Regions from separate parts of the Gossypium hirsutum genome. Here all the other regions are linked to region 1. The links are chromatin contacts, called in public Hi-C maps. All regions are on one chromosome and are shown on one strand. The core of a region is the stretch at or near the end of the contact, and the rest is flanking DNA. Distances in the headings are between cores, read along the strand shown. Region 1 has its middle 35 kb from the start of LOC107898356. Region 2 has its middle 10 kb from the start of LOC107898930. Region 3 holds the start of LOC107898929 (transcription factor MYB4-like).

The links. A called contact is a pair of places that touch in the nucleus more often than the background predicts.
Region 2: a Hi-C map of leaf shows a contact between it and region 1, with 9 times the contacts expected there. The contact joins two enhancer-like sites. A contact is called at or near these places in 8 of 34 Hi-C or Micro-C datasets (callus, hypocotyl, leaf and 1 more).
Region 3: a Hi-C map of leaf shows a contact between it and region 1, with 2.4 times the contacts expected there. The contact joins the promoter of LOC107898929 here to the enhancer-like site in region 1. A contact is called at or near these places in 10 of 34 Hi-C or Micro-C datasets (callus, hypocotyl, leaf and 1 more).

The regions. Positions count from the first base shown.
Region 1 is chrD04:52,436,565-52,440,458 of Gossypium_hirsutum_v2.1, forward strand. No RefSeq gene overlaps it. Among protein-coding and RNA genes, the nearest start is that of LOC107898356, 35 kb to the right of the region's middle. Within about 2 kb of position 1,632, at least 7 of the 9 cell types and tissues checked have an H3K27ac peak or open chromatin away from gene starts, as enhancers often do. A contact at or near this core is called in hypocotyl and leaf, where this site is marked.
Region 2 is chrD04:52,337,273-52,341,166 of Gossypium_hirsutum_v2.1, forward strand. No RefSeq gene overlaps it. Among protein-coding and RNA genes, the nearest start is that of LOC107898930, 10 kb to the left of the region's middle. Within about 2 kb of position 2,084, at least 9 of the 9 cell types and tissues checked have an H3K27ac peak or open chromatin away from gene starts, as enhancers often do. A contact at or near this core is called in hypocotyl and leaf, where this site is marked.
Region 3 is chrD04:52,354,794-52,358,687 of Gossypium_hirsutum_v2.1, forward strand. It overlaps LOC107898929 (transcription factor MYB4-like), which reads right to left and starts at 1,867. Exons shown (of 3, transcript XM_016824501.2): 1 at 1,706-1,867; 2 at 1,484-1,613; 3 at 514-1,401. The coding sequence starts at 1,838. The coding sequence ends at 1,227.

The DNA of each region.
Region 1 (3,894 bases), core at 382-2,881:
ATTTACCATTAAAGGTCTGTAATTGTTCCGGTTTGTACTGTAGCTTTTTATACCTCAAACCCAACAACCAAGACGGGTTAAGGGTGTTACAATAAATGCCCGAAAACTCTAAGCAACTGATACTTAGGTTGTTGACCAAAAAATCTCTCTACAAAGGGCATCCCACTCAATGCCTTTGTAGGAAGCAAATTCATGAGGTAAACTACAGAATAAAAAGCATCAGTCCAATAAGGAAGGGGCAGAGATACTTGTGCAAGTAATACCAGACTAGTCTCCACAATCTGTTTATGACGTCGTTCCACTAGTCCATTTGTTCAAACTCGTTTGGACAAGAGAGGCGATGTGTAGTGCCAAAATTCTTCAGATATGGATCAAAGCTTCTAAATTTGCCTCCATCATTCGTCTGAAGTTGTTTAAGCTTAGCTTACAACTGTAGTTCAACATGTGTTTAGAAAGACAATAAGGCTTGTAATGCATCAAACTTTTTCTTAAGAAAATTAAATACAAGTATGAATTGAAAATGCATCCACAAAGGAGATATAGTATTGATAGCCTGAAGAGTAACAAGGGCTAGACCACACAAGTCAGTAACAATGAACTCAAGAGAAGCAGAGTACACTGATTTAATGGACATAAATGGTAGTTTGTGGCTTTTACCAGGCTCACAAGTATTACACAAAGAGAATGACTGTCAACATGTGTTTTGAAAGACAAGAAGGCTTGTAATGCATCAAACTTTTGCTTAAGAAAATTAATCCAAGTATGAATTGAAAATGCATCCACAAAGGAGATATAGTATTGATAGCCTGAAGAGTAACAAGGGGCGAGACCCCACAACTCAGTAACAATAAACTCAAGAGTAGAGTACACTGATTTAATGGACATAAATGGCAGTTTGTGAGTTTGACCAAGCTCACAAGCATTCCACAAAGAGAATGACTTATTCTTGGGAATTGTAACATTGCAAGACTTCAATACTTGATTTACATCATAGAAAAGAGGGGTGACCAAGTCTTTGATGCCAATGGTTGAACTTGAAATCTGAAGTTGACTTTTGTAATGACTCATCCGCATCTGTATTTGTAGGAGTTGATGCAAGCTCAGTGGTGGCAGGTAGGAACTGATATAGCCCGTTTGACTCAATGCCTTGAAGCAATATTCAAAGTGTTTCCAAGTCTTTTGCTTAGGAACAGTTTAGATAGAATTCAAAAAAACACTCTATTATCATTTGCAAACTTTGAAATAGATAATAGATTTTTTTGAATAACAAGAATATACAACAAATCTTTAAAAAGCAAAGTGTTAGAACCAAAAGATAAAAGAAATTCGCCAACATAAGAGATAGTTATAGTATGGCCATTACCTATAACCACCTTACTTGACCCATTGTACGAGCTGCACTTAGTGAAATCGGTAAGGTCATTACTCATATGTGTCGTAGCCCTACTATCAGGGTACCACGACTGGTCAAAAACAACAGGCGGAGTGGTTGTCATTGATGTAACATCGGCTTGCATTATGTTTGAAGCACTTGTAGAAGCTAAGGAACTCTTGGATGGACTAGAAAAGGATTAATCAGTATAATGAGAATGAGGCTCATACCGATAACACTTAAACGGTCCATGATCAGTGTAGCACATGTAGCTGAAGCAGTCTTGTAACTCAAGTGAGTAAATGGCCCAATAGAAGACCAGCCCATGTCCACATATCCAGAACTAGGGTTTTAATTATCATCATCATCATAGGCTGAATCATACCTGTAGAAACACCAACGAGTAACGCGATCGATCTTGCCAAAAATCTAACATTGCGACTGTATTCCACCACCAAATCGACTATGCCTTCGTCTTTGAAACAAATTAGTTGCTCGGTTAGACCGAAACAATTGAGGTGGTGGTTGTGCAATATATGCAGGGACAAACGAGGAGGAAGAAGATTTAGTCATCATAGCAAGATTTCCCGAGAATGTGACCTGAGACAAGTGGGCTTCTTGACGTGCTTCAACATCCAACAACGCTATTGTGATTTCTTGTAGATCAAATAATCCACAACTCATTGTGATTATTGTCACAACATGGTCAAACTCCGAGGAAAGGCTATTAAAAATCGTTGACTGATGCTCTTCCAAAAACACATGTTGACCAAAACCCACCAAACAATCATACAAATGTTAAATTTCGACCAAGTACACCGACATAGAAAGTTCATTTTCCTTGAAATGATGGAGAATATGTACCTTATGGCTTTGGTTGTGGATTGTGTGCCAAATATTCTTGTCAATGTCTCATAAAGTTCATATTTAGAAGATAAATTGATAATCAATTGATTATGTAGCAGATCACTTACTCTAGAAAGGAGCCATGTCAATAAAGTCGAATCTTACTGTTCGTACTCGACATACGTTGGATTTTCAACAGAAACACCATCATCACCAATAATAAGTCGTGGTGGCATAGTAATTCACCCATCAATGAACCGGTGTAATCGATTACTCCTGATTACAAGCAAGACATTATGTTTCCAGGACAAAAAATTACTATCATCTATAAGAATTGCCACTTTTTAAGAAGCAAAGGCAAGGGGTTTGAAGAACTTCCCATTTGTCAATTCTGCTGAGACTGCAGAACCCATGATTGAAGCAATGTTCAACAAAAAAATAACTTTGATACCATACTAGAAATGTAAAAAGAAAAAGAGTAATCTGTTAATCATACTCTTAGAATATAAGGGCCTTTATGTATTTATACACTAGAGGCTTAACAGAAGTTATAACAAAAACGGATAACATAAATGGAAACTACTCATAACTAGATTTAGTTGAGCCTAACTTACAACAATTATCTAGTTACTTCCTCTAATATTCTATAGGTACAGGGAGGGGAACCAAGTAGCTAATAGTATGGTTGCCTTTGTCGAAAATCTCCCTTTACGCCTTCATATTTATGCACCTCTCTATGACTTTATTTTAAAAGGCTCTATATGATGTATGTAGCATGGTTTTGCCTATATTAATTACTATGTAATAGTAGTTCATCACCACAAAAGAGATCCTTACTTAAAATGTTTAGCAACATGTGGGGCTATTTTACCAAAATAATCCAAAAAAATTTATATTTATAAAAATAACCCATGTTTAAAAACAATCACCAAAATAACCTGAAATGAACAATGGAAGCAGAAAAGGTCTAGAGTAGAAGATGATTAATTGTGAAGAAACTAGTACCAATGCAACGTAGACCTGATTCAAGCAGAAGACGACTAATTGTGAAGCAATTAGTATTGAAAATAATTGCATTATTTCTTAAGAATGTTTATATTTTTTTATATCTGTAAATTTAATATAGTTGTTTAGGATTTAGGGTTTCATTTTTATAGTTTTGTGTAATAATTTCTTAGAATGTTTGTATTTTTTTATATGTAAATTTAATTTAATCTATAATATATAAAGTTTGAAAATTAAATTTTCGTGTATTAATTTTACCCAACTGTTTGTAGTTCATTGGATGTTTAAATTTAATATAGTGCATGTTATTTTTGTTTGAAATTTATATTTTTTGTATTAATATTGTAGAATGATTGTATTTTATTGTGTATGTAAATTTAATTTGTCGTGTAGTATTACTTATTTGAATTATTATTTTTAAATATTACGAAATCATTTATTCAAACAAATAATTATTTTAGAGAAATTAAATTACTATTAAAAAAAGAAAAATTTAAAAATAAAAGAAATATTTACAGAATAATTTTAAATTAAGTAAAAATTAACAGAAAAAAATTAAAATTGTAACGATCCCTGGGACGTCCTCGGCGCTGGCGTGTAACAGTCCGGATGCCTCCATTGGCGATGTTGTGCACCTTCCTGAGGTGTTTGATAATTGATCGGTCTGGCAT
Region 2 (3,894 bases), core at 834-3,333, 99 kb before region 1:
GATGATATAAATTCATTGAGAAGAATTGAAGCCCAGTAAGTTAGGACACAATTCTCTCGAGAACTCATAAACACCAGGCCCTTTTTAGGAATTTGAAATAAAACGATTGTAATGCTTTAAAGAAATGCAATTTTTGCAAACAATATAATCTGAATAGCAATATATAAAGCAGATGATGAATAACAAACCAAGTTTACAATATGCAACAACCAAACATATAATACATCAACATTAATGATTAAGTATCTAATAAATCAATAATCAATCTCATAAAGATATTTTTGAAAAAAGATATTTAGAAACAATTTAATAATAAATAATTAAACTAAAGCAAGCAAAATAAATAACTTCCTTTAAGAAATAAGATACTTATATGTATGAAACGCGTATAAAATTTTATAAGTTGAAATCTATTATACTTTACATTTATTTATATACACCAACAATTCCATATAAATTATAGATATAGATATAATAGTCACGAGATATCATGTTGAAAATACAATTTGGAACTATATTCTAAAATACATTATTGAGAAATATAAAGTAACACATCAAATTCTTAAAATATATCAAGTGTGATAAAATAAATAATAATGTATCAAATTGGAAAAAATAAAAGTATATATAAAAAATTTTAAACAAAAAAAAATTGTAAATTTAAAACATATTGGTAATAATTTTAAAAGAATAGTGTATCATATCTTAGAAATCATACTATTAATAGGTTTGAAAATAATATTAAGCCAATAGTAAAAATAATGAAAAAAAATATGAACATAATAACAGATTTATCCAAAAAAAAACTTTGAAAGCAAAATAAAATGTGAAGAAAACGTTTTTGAAATTGAAAATAATAATCTATAAATTTTAAAACCAAAGTTTCAAATGAAAATAAAATAATAATAACAAGAAAACAAAATTAAATGATATACAATAGATTCAAAATATTGATATATAATGGTTTTGAAAATATTAAAAAAACAAACTAAAATAATAATTCATTATAATTTAGACTATAATAATAGTTAACTTAAACATTATCAAAATAAATATTATAAAGAATATTAAATAATATAATATAAAAAATAGAATAAAAAAAATAACGTTGAATTTTGAGAAAGAAAACTAAATTAGTATTAAATTAAAATTTTATTTTAAAAAATGAAGGACCAAATCAGCAATTATACGCAAGCTTTGAGATAATCCAAATCAATGGCAGAAACGACACCGTTTGACCATGGACTTAAATGAAAATAAGGTTAAATATGCGATACAAATTAAGTAAAATGGAAAGAAATCCGATTGAAACTAAGCAAAACATAAAAGGCTCTCAGCGCAAATAAACCAATAAGTCAGAATGCGCGGATCCTCCCCGGGTCGGGTCACCGCGCGGGTTGCACGCCTCTAAACGGCGTCGTTTTACAAGCGTTATAAAAGATAGAGAATTTGCTAATCTATTGACTATTTCAGAATAAAAAAAGAAAAGAAAAAGATAAAAAAACATTAAGGGTTTCATTGCCTTCCCAAGCGTCGCTCTCCACCTCGACTCCGATCGTACCAGAGGAGGACGCGAGCTTCGACGGCGCCGATGTCAAGGTAATATCCCCTCCTTTCTTTGTGTTTTATCTCATGCATAAGAATGTAAAAAATAAACGATGAACCCACAAAAGAAATTGAAAGTCGTCTCCGTTTCCTCTTTCTTTTTTTGTTACACAAGATTCATAATAAAAAAACAGAAAAGAAAGAAAAAAACGCAGAAAAAGATGAAAAGAACACCTTCAAAACTCAGTTTTTTGCTTTTTTCTCTATTGATACTGTGTGTTCCCCCCTTACAAATGCTGAAAAATGACTTTATATCGCCAAAAATAAAATGAAAGTTACAAAAGAAAATGTATTTCGCTTCTTCTCTCTTTTTTTTGTTATTTTCTGCTGTTTTTTTGTTCTTTCTATTAGCTGGCCTCTTTGTTTTCTGCTTTGCTATTCCTTTGTTGCAGGTACACGCTCGGATGGGGCGTATGGAGGCGCGGTGACGTGGAGGCTCACGTGGATTTGGCGCGGAGGCGCTACACGCGCGCAGACGCAACATGCGCGAGGAGGAGGCCTGGCTCTGCTGCGGCGACTGAGGCTGTTTCAGAAACTGCTAGGGTTTCTACTTATGCTTTGGGCTCAGAATCGGGTCTAAGTTTAGGTACTAGGTTGAGATTTGGGCCATTGGGCTGGTGTTGGGTTATTGGATATTCAGGCTAGTGGGCTTAGGTAAACGGGGCTAAGTACAATTGGGCCATTTGGGTTTAATATTCTGGGCTAATGTAAATGGACTATTTTGGACTGTTATTAATTTTTTGGACTTTTAATTTTGGCTTGGTTTATTTTATTATTTTTATATTTTTTGTTTATTTATTTCTGATTTGGGCCGGGCAAATTTGGGTTATTACACATGCTTTCTATTTGTACCTTACAATTCCATTTTCAAAAGAAAATGAAGGTTGAGCTGTAGGACGAATTGCTAAGGCAATAATCTTTTCTTGCACATTCTGGTCTTCTTTTGTAACTTTCTTCAACATCTTAAACCCACTTATTACAAGAGTAGTAGATGTCAGAATTTGGCACAAACCCTGCTCCTCAAATTGCCTTTGACAAGGTATTTGTAATTGCATTAGTTTTTTCCTTTCTTGTTTTCGACAGTATAATTTAGATACAACAATTTGGTTAAGCCTTTCTTTTAATAACAATGGTTTGTTTCTGCTCCAACAAAGGCTTTATGGCTTCATGGTTTGTTTGATGACAAAATTGGTTCTCTTAAGATAATGCCTCCATTTGTTACTACCATTAGTATAGATAGGTACTCCTTTTCATAGATGGACAAGTCCGAATGCCTTGGCCCTAATGCCTTCCTAAGATATTATAAGCCACCCTTCTTATGTGAGCACAACTCCTATACCTATAGAATTGGCATCTGTCTACAAAGAAAAGGACTTAGAAAAGGCAGTTAATGCCAAAACTGAAGCTATTACCATAACTTCCTTTAACTATTGAAAGGTAACAATGGCTTCTTCAGTCTAAAGGAAATTGTCTTTCTTTAACATATTAGTCAAAGGTTTATTCATGCTCCTAAAACCTCGATGAATTTCTTATAGTAACCAGTTAAATCAAGGAATCCCTTTAGAGATTTGAGATTTTTAGGAAAAGTACATTAGCTAATAGATTCTATTTTTGAAGAATTAGTGGAAACTCCATTAGCTGAAATGATGTGGCTAACATACCACACAAAGAAACATTTGTTTTCTCTCAACACAAAACATGTTTTTCTTAAAAAGCCCAAACAAAAGAACACAAGAATAAAGAAAAGACATCATTCATCATGGATTGAAATATACCAATAGCACCAAACCACGTCACTTTGAACTCATAATAACTTTGGTGTGTTCGAAATGTGGTCTTTTGATCCGAATCCACAAATTTCAGATCGAATCCGCAATTCGAATTGCCATCCTATATCTCCTTAGCTTCCACTAGTCCAATGTTGCTCCTTTTTACATGATTAACCAATGCTAAGCCAGTGTTTTACATTAACATCACATATTTTCAAAATCTTAGCTACATTTGGTTTTAGAGAACATTTTCTGTTTTATTTTTATTTTCAGAAAATAATTTTTATTTTCTACTTTTTGAAAATTGAAAAATGTGTTTGATAAATGAAAATAAAATTTTGTTTTTAGTAACGAAAATAGTGAAAACACCTTTGGTATATAATTTTTAAAATAGAAATGAAAAATAATTAAATAATTAAATTAAAGTATAATTTATTAAAAATGTATTACAATAATAAAAATAAAATGCAATTAAATAAAAACAGTTTAAAGGTTAAAAAAATAAAAAAGTTGTTTCTAA
Region 3 (3,894 bases), core at 617-3,116, 82 kb before region 1:
AAAAATAAAAAAATAAAAATAAAACAATAATGTTTTTCAAAAGAAGAAGTGGAATTGTCAAAATTATTTGAAATACATATATACAAATAAATAAAGAAAATAAAAAATATTAAATGAACCTTTTTTAAGAAAAAGTGAATTATGGAAAAACTCAATTAAAATAAAATTAAAATAAAAGGGATATTTTATAAATAAAGTAAACCATTGAAATAGAATCGTGGATCAAAACAAAACGCGTATAAACGCTTGAGACTAAAACTGAAAATAAACTAGACCCCCAAACGTGTCGTTTCAGCGCGAATTAAAATGAAAATATGCGCAAGTCCCAGGGATAATTTAAAAGAAATAAAAAAACAAACATGACTTAATTAGACATTAGTGCAAGGGAGGGGACTAAACGCGCAAATTATCCATTTAGAGAAATCATGCGCATGAACCAAGTCAAAAAAGCTGTCTGTTCCTTCCCCCCAATGCCATTTCCTTTTATTAACCATTAAAACCCTCTTTTTTTTGTCAAAAAAACGTTTTAACCTTTATTTTTTAAAAAGAAACCCAAAAATGTTTTATGAAATTCCTTATTCTCCCTTACTATCCCTTTTGTCTTCCAGCCGAGGAGGCCACCAATGGTTCACCCAACCGCCGCCGTGACTCCGGTGAGTCTCCCTTCGTCGACGCGAGCACGACGTGGCTCCGGTGAGTCTCCCTCTCTCTCCTAATGTTTCTCTCACGCAAGAAGAAAATGAAAGAATAATAACAAAATCAGAAAAAGAAAGAAACTAAAAAAATCACCTTTAACAATTATTATTGCTTTCTGTCTCTACTTGTATTTGATTTCATATATATTTCCACTATTGTATTCGTAGAAAGGGAACCCCCCTTTTACAAATTTTCCTTTTAGGCTTTATAGCCGAATGTTTCAAAGCAGAGTACAAAAAAAATATTGTTTCTTCCATTCGCTACTGCTCTGTTGCTGCTGTTGTTGTGTCTCGTTTTGCAGGCGGTGTCAGACGCATGGAGGAGAAGGGCATGCGCGGGGTGTGGTGGTGGTAGTGCGCAAGGTGGCCCATGGTTGGCCTAGCGTGCGGCAGCTGGAGGCTTGGGGAAGCAAACTAGGGTTTGCTGAAAATGGGGTTAATCTTGGGCTAGGGTTATGTTTGTTTTGGGTTTAGGGTTAATTTTGGGTAGTTTGGGCCATATGAAATTTGGGCTGCAATTTAGACTTTATTTCATGTATTTGGTTTATGTTTTATTTTTATTTTGTTTTTGTTTTGGCACTGGGCCCGGGCAAAATGGGCTCGTACATTTTGCTTATCCATAAAGCGCTTCTTGAGATGCGTATGCCAATGGTTCTTTATCTCATTATCTGTTCGTCCAGGTAACTGTGCAGCAATGGCCGACCACCTACATATTGTGAATTATACAGCATTAGATCATTAGACCAAAGCAGTATTTGAATATATTCAAATGGATTAAAAAACAGTACCTGTTTCCAAGCGACTCATGTAATCTGATGATAGTCTCTTCTTCTTCCTTGCTGTAATTCCCTCTTTTGATATTCGGCCTTAAATAATTCAACCATCGCAGCCTGCAACTCTTCCCACACCTCGCCAGTCCTGAAAACATAAGGATCGATCCTTATATCACCATTTTCAACAATAATCCCCAATCTATACTCACTATGATATGGACCATATGCTGTCTTTACCTGCATACTTGGGGAGTTGTCGCCAATTCCAACACCCATATCTAGTAACATAAGCTGTCAGTTTCCTATCTTCCTCAGGTGTCCAAGTTCCTTTCCTTAGTCCACTCTTATCACAGTAAGGTGTTCTCACCATGTTTGACTGCTCTATTTACAAACTATGAAACTTCAAAGTTGCAACAATTTATATACTATGCCCATGTTTAGACCAAAACGTGTGACACGTTTTAGTTGTGGTATTTATAAAATATTCATTTTCATTTAATAAATAAAAAAACCCTTTTCGTCTATATCCAGGAAAATTCAGCAGGATGTCGTTTTCATGGTCAAATACTAGAACGATATAGCTGACACCTTCGAGGAAAGATTGCCACTCCTGAAACGTGATGTATGCAGCGGATGAACCAAAACTTCGACGAAGCTCAGTTTAATTTTGATCAACAGTAGATTCATTACGTTTTTTTTTATCTTAAATTGTTTCTTTAATAAATCAATAAACAAAAGCCATTGAAGATTTTGTAGGTTGTTTGATCAAGTCTGGTATATATATTTCCGTGTCAGTTTGTGAGTACAAAGTACAAACAATAAGTGCAATGTTGCTTTCAATAAAGTTAGACATTATTTAGATGTAACTATCTATTTTGTTCCGTAGCTGAATATGGTTATCTTCTGAATATCAACCTTGAAAATCATTAAATGGTATATCCTTTCTCTCAAAACATTCATATATCAAAAATAAAATAAGGTCTGTCTCGATACATGAAAGCCTCTATCTACATTGAAATTTGACAAATGAGTTGAATTCGAGTCCTAACTCCGCTTATGATCCCGTTTAATTCTAAAACAATTTTTGTGAGATTAATCATGTTCTTGAGTGTGTGTGTTTTGTAATGTGATTGAATGTATTTATCATTGTTGAAATCACTTGAAATAGTCTGAGTTGATTCGGCAACATAATGAGATATCACGTATTTAGATCTAGCGATCAAATTGAGTGTGGGGTGTCACATTTAGTGCTAATTTAGCACAACCATGCATGTCACGAGTTACACTATAGCAAAATAGGTTTTTAGCGACATTTTTTTGGGGACTATAAGTGCCGCCGCTAAACCAGTTTGCAGCGTTTTGGTAAGCGTCGCAAAAAAGGCCGCTATAGATAACGTCGCTAAGTTTTGCGATGTTTATGTGAAAAACTAGAACATGACATTTAGCGGCGCTTTCCCCACAAACGCCGCTAAAGATCATGTCCTTTAGCAGCGCTTTTTCCAAAAACTTGCATTTAACTTGCTTTCTATTCTTTGTCTCCAAACTTGTATTACCTGTGTTTTACGTGAGAATTTGCAAATTTGTTCCATATTGAATCATTGATTTGAGAAAAGCAGTGATCTGACCAATGGTATCAAAATCAACTCTTGACTAACTTCACCAAATTTATATAATTTTTTAAATTTTCAAATCTCCAAATTTTTATATTTTCCAAGTTAAATGCAAGTACCAAAATGAATGAAAAAATTTACAAATACCCAAGTGAACTTTAGGGCCAAATATTTTATATACATAAACATTTTAAATCATACGAATGTCATATGTTTTTTTTTTTAAAAATTAGTTTGTTCTTTAATTTTATTTTTTTAAAATATACCCTAAGAAGCATATCACTGTGCAGATCCCATGGAAAAACTAAACTCCTTTGACAGTGGATCAAACAAATCTTTTTTATTTTTTAATCCACTTCCAAATCATTTATGAAGAAATAAGACAATGGCAAGAAATAATTTCAAAATTGTAATCCTTCTAATTGATTCTATTATTGATGTATAAAAAAAAAACAAGTAGTAATCACCTACAAATCCAGAGAATTGTATCCTATAAAAGCCATATTTATAGCTTACCAAATCAAAGAAGATAAATGAGTGATTTTTGCTCAAATACTCTATATAATATATAACATCTACTTTTTCTTGTTCCCTTAACAGATAACATTTACTCGATTTAAAAGTAAATTATTGTCATCAGAGAACATGCAATTTTAGGGCTAAGCATCCATTAAACCTTGTAGCTTAATAACAATAATCACAAACAAACGGAAAAAACTTACACGGCGATGAGGCAGAGGAGTGTCGACGGCGATGCAGTAGAGGGCATAGTCGACGGTGATGCAGTAGACGGTCAGGGAAAATCAAAGGGATTTT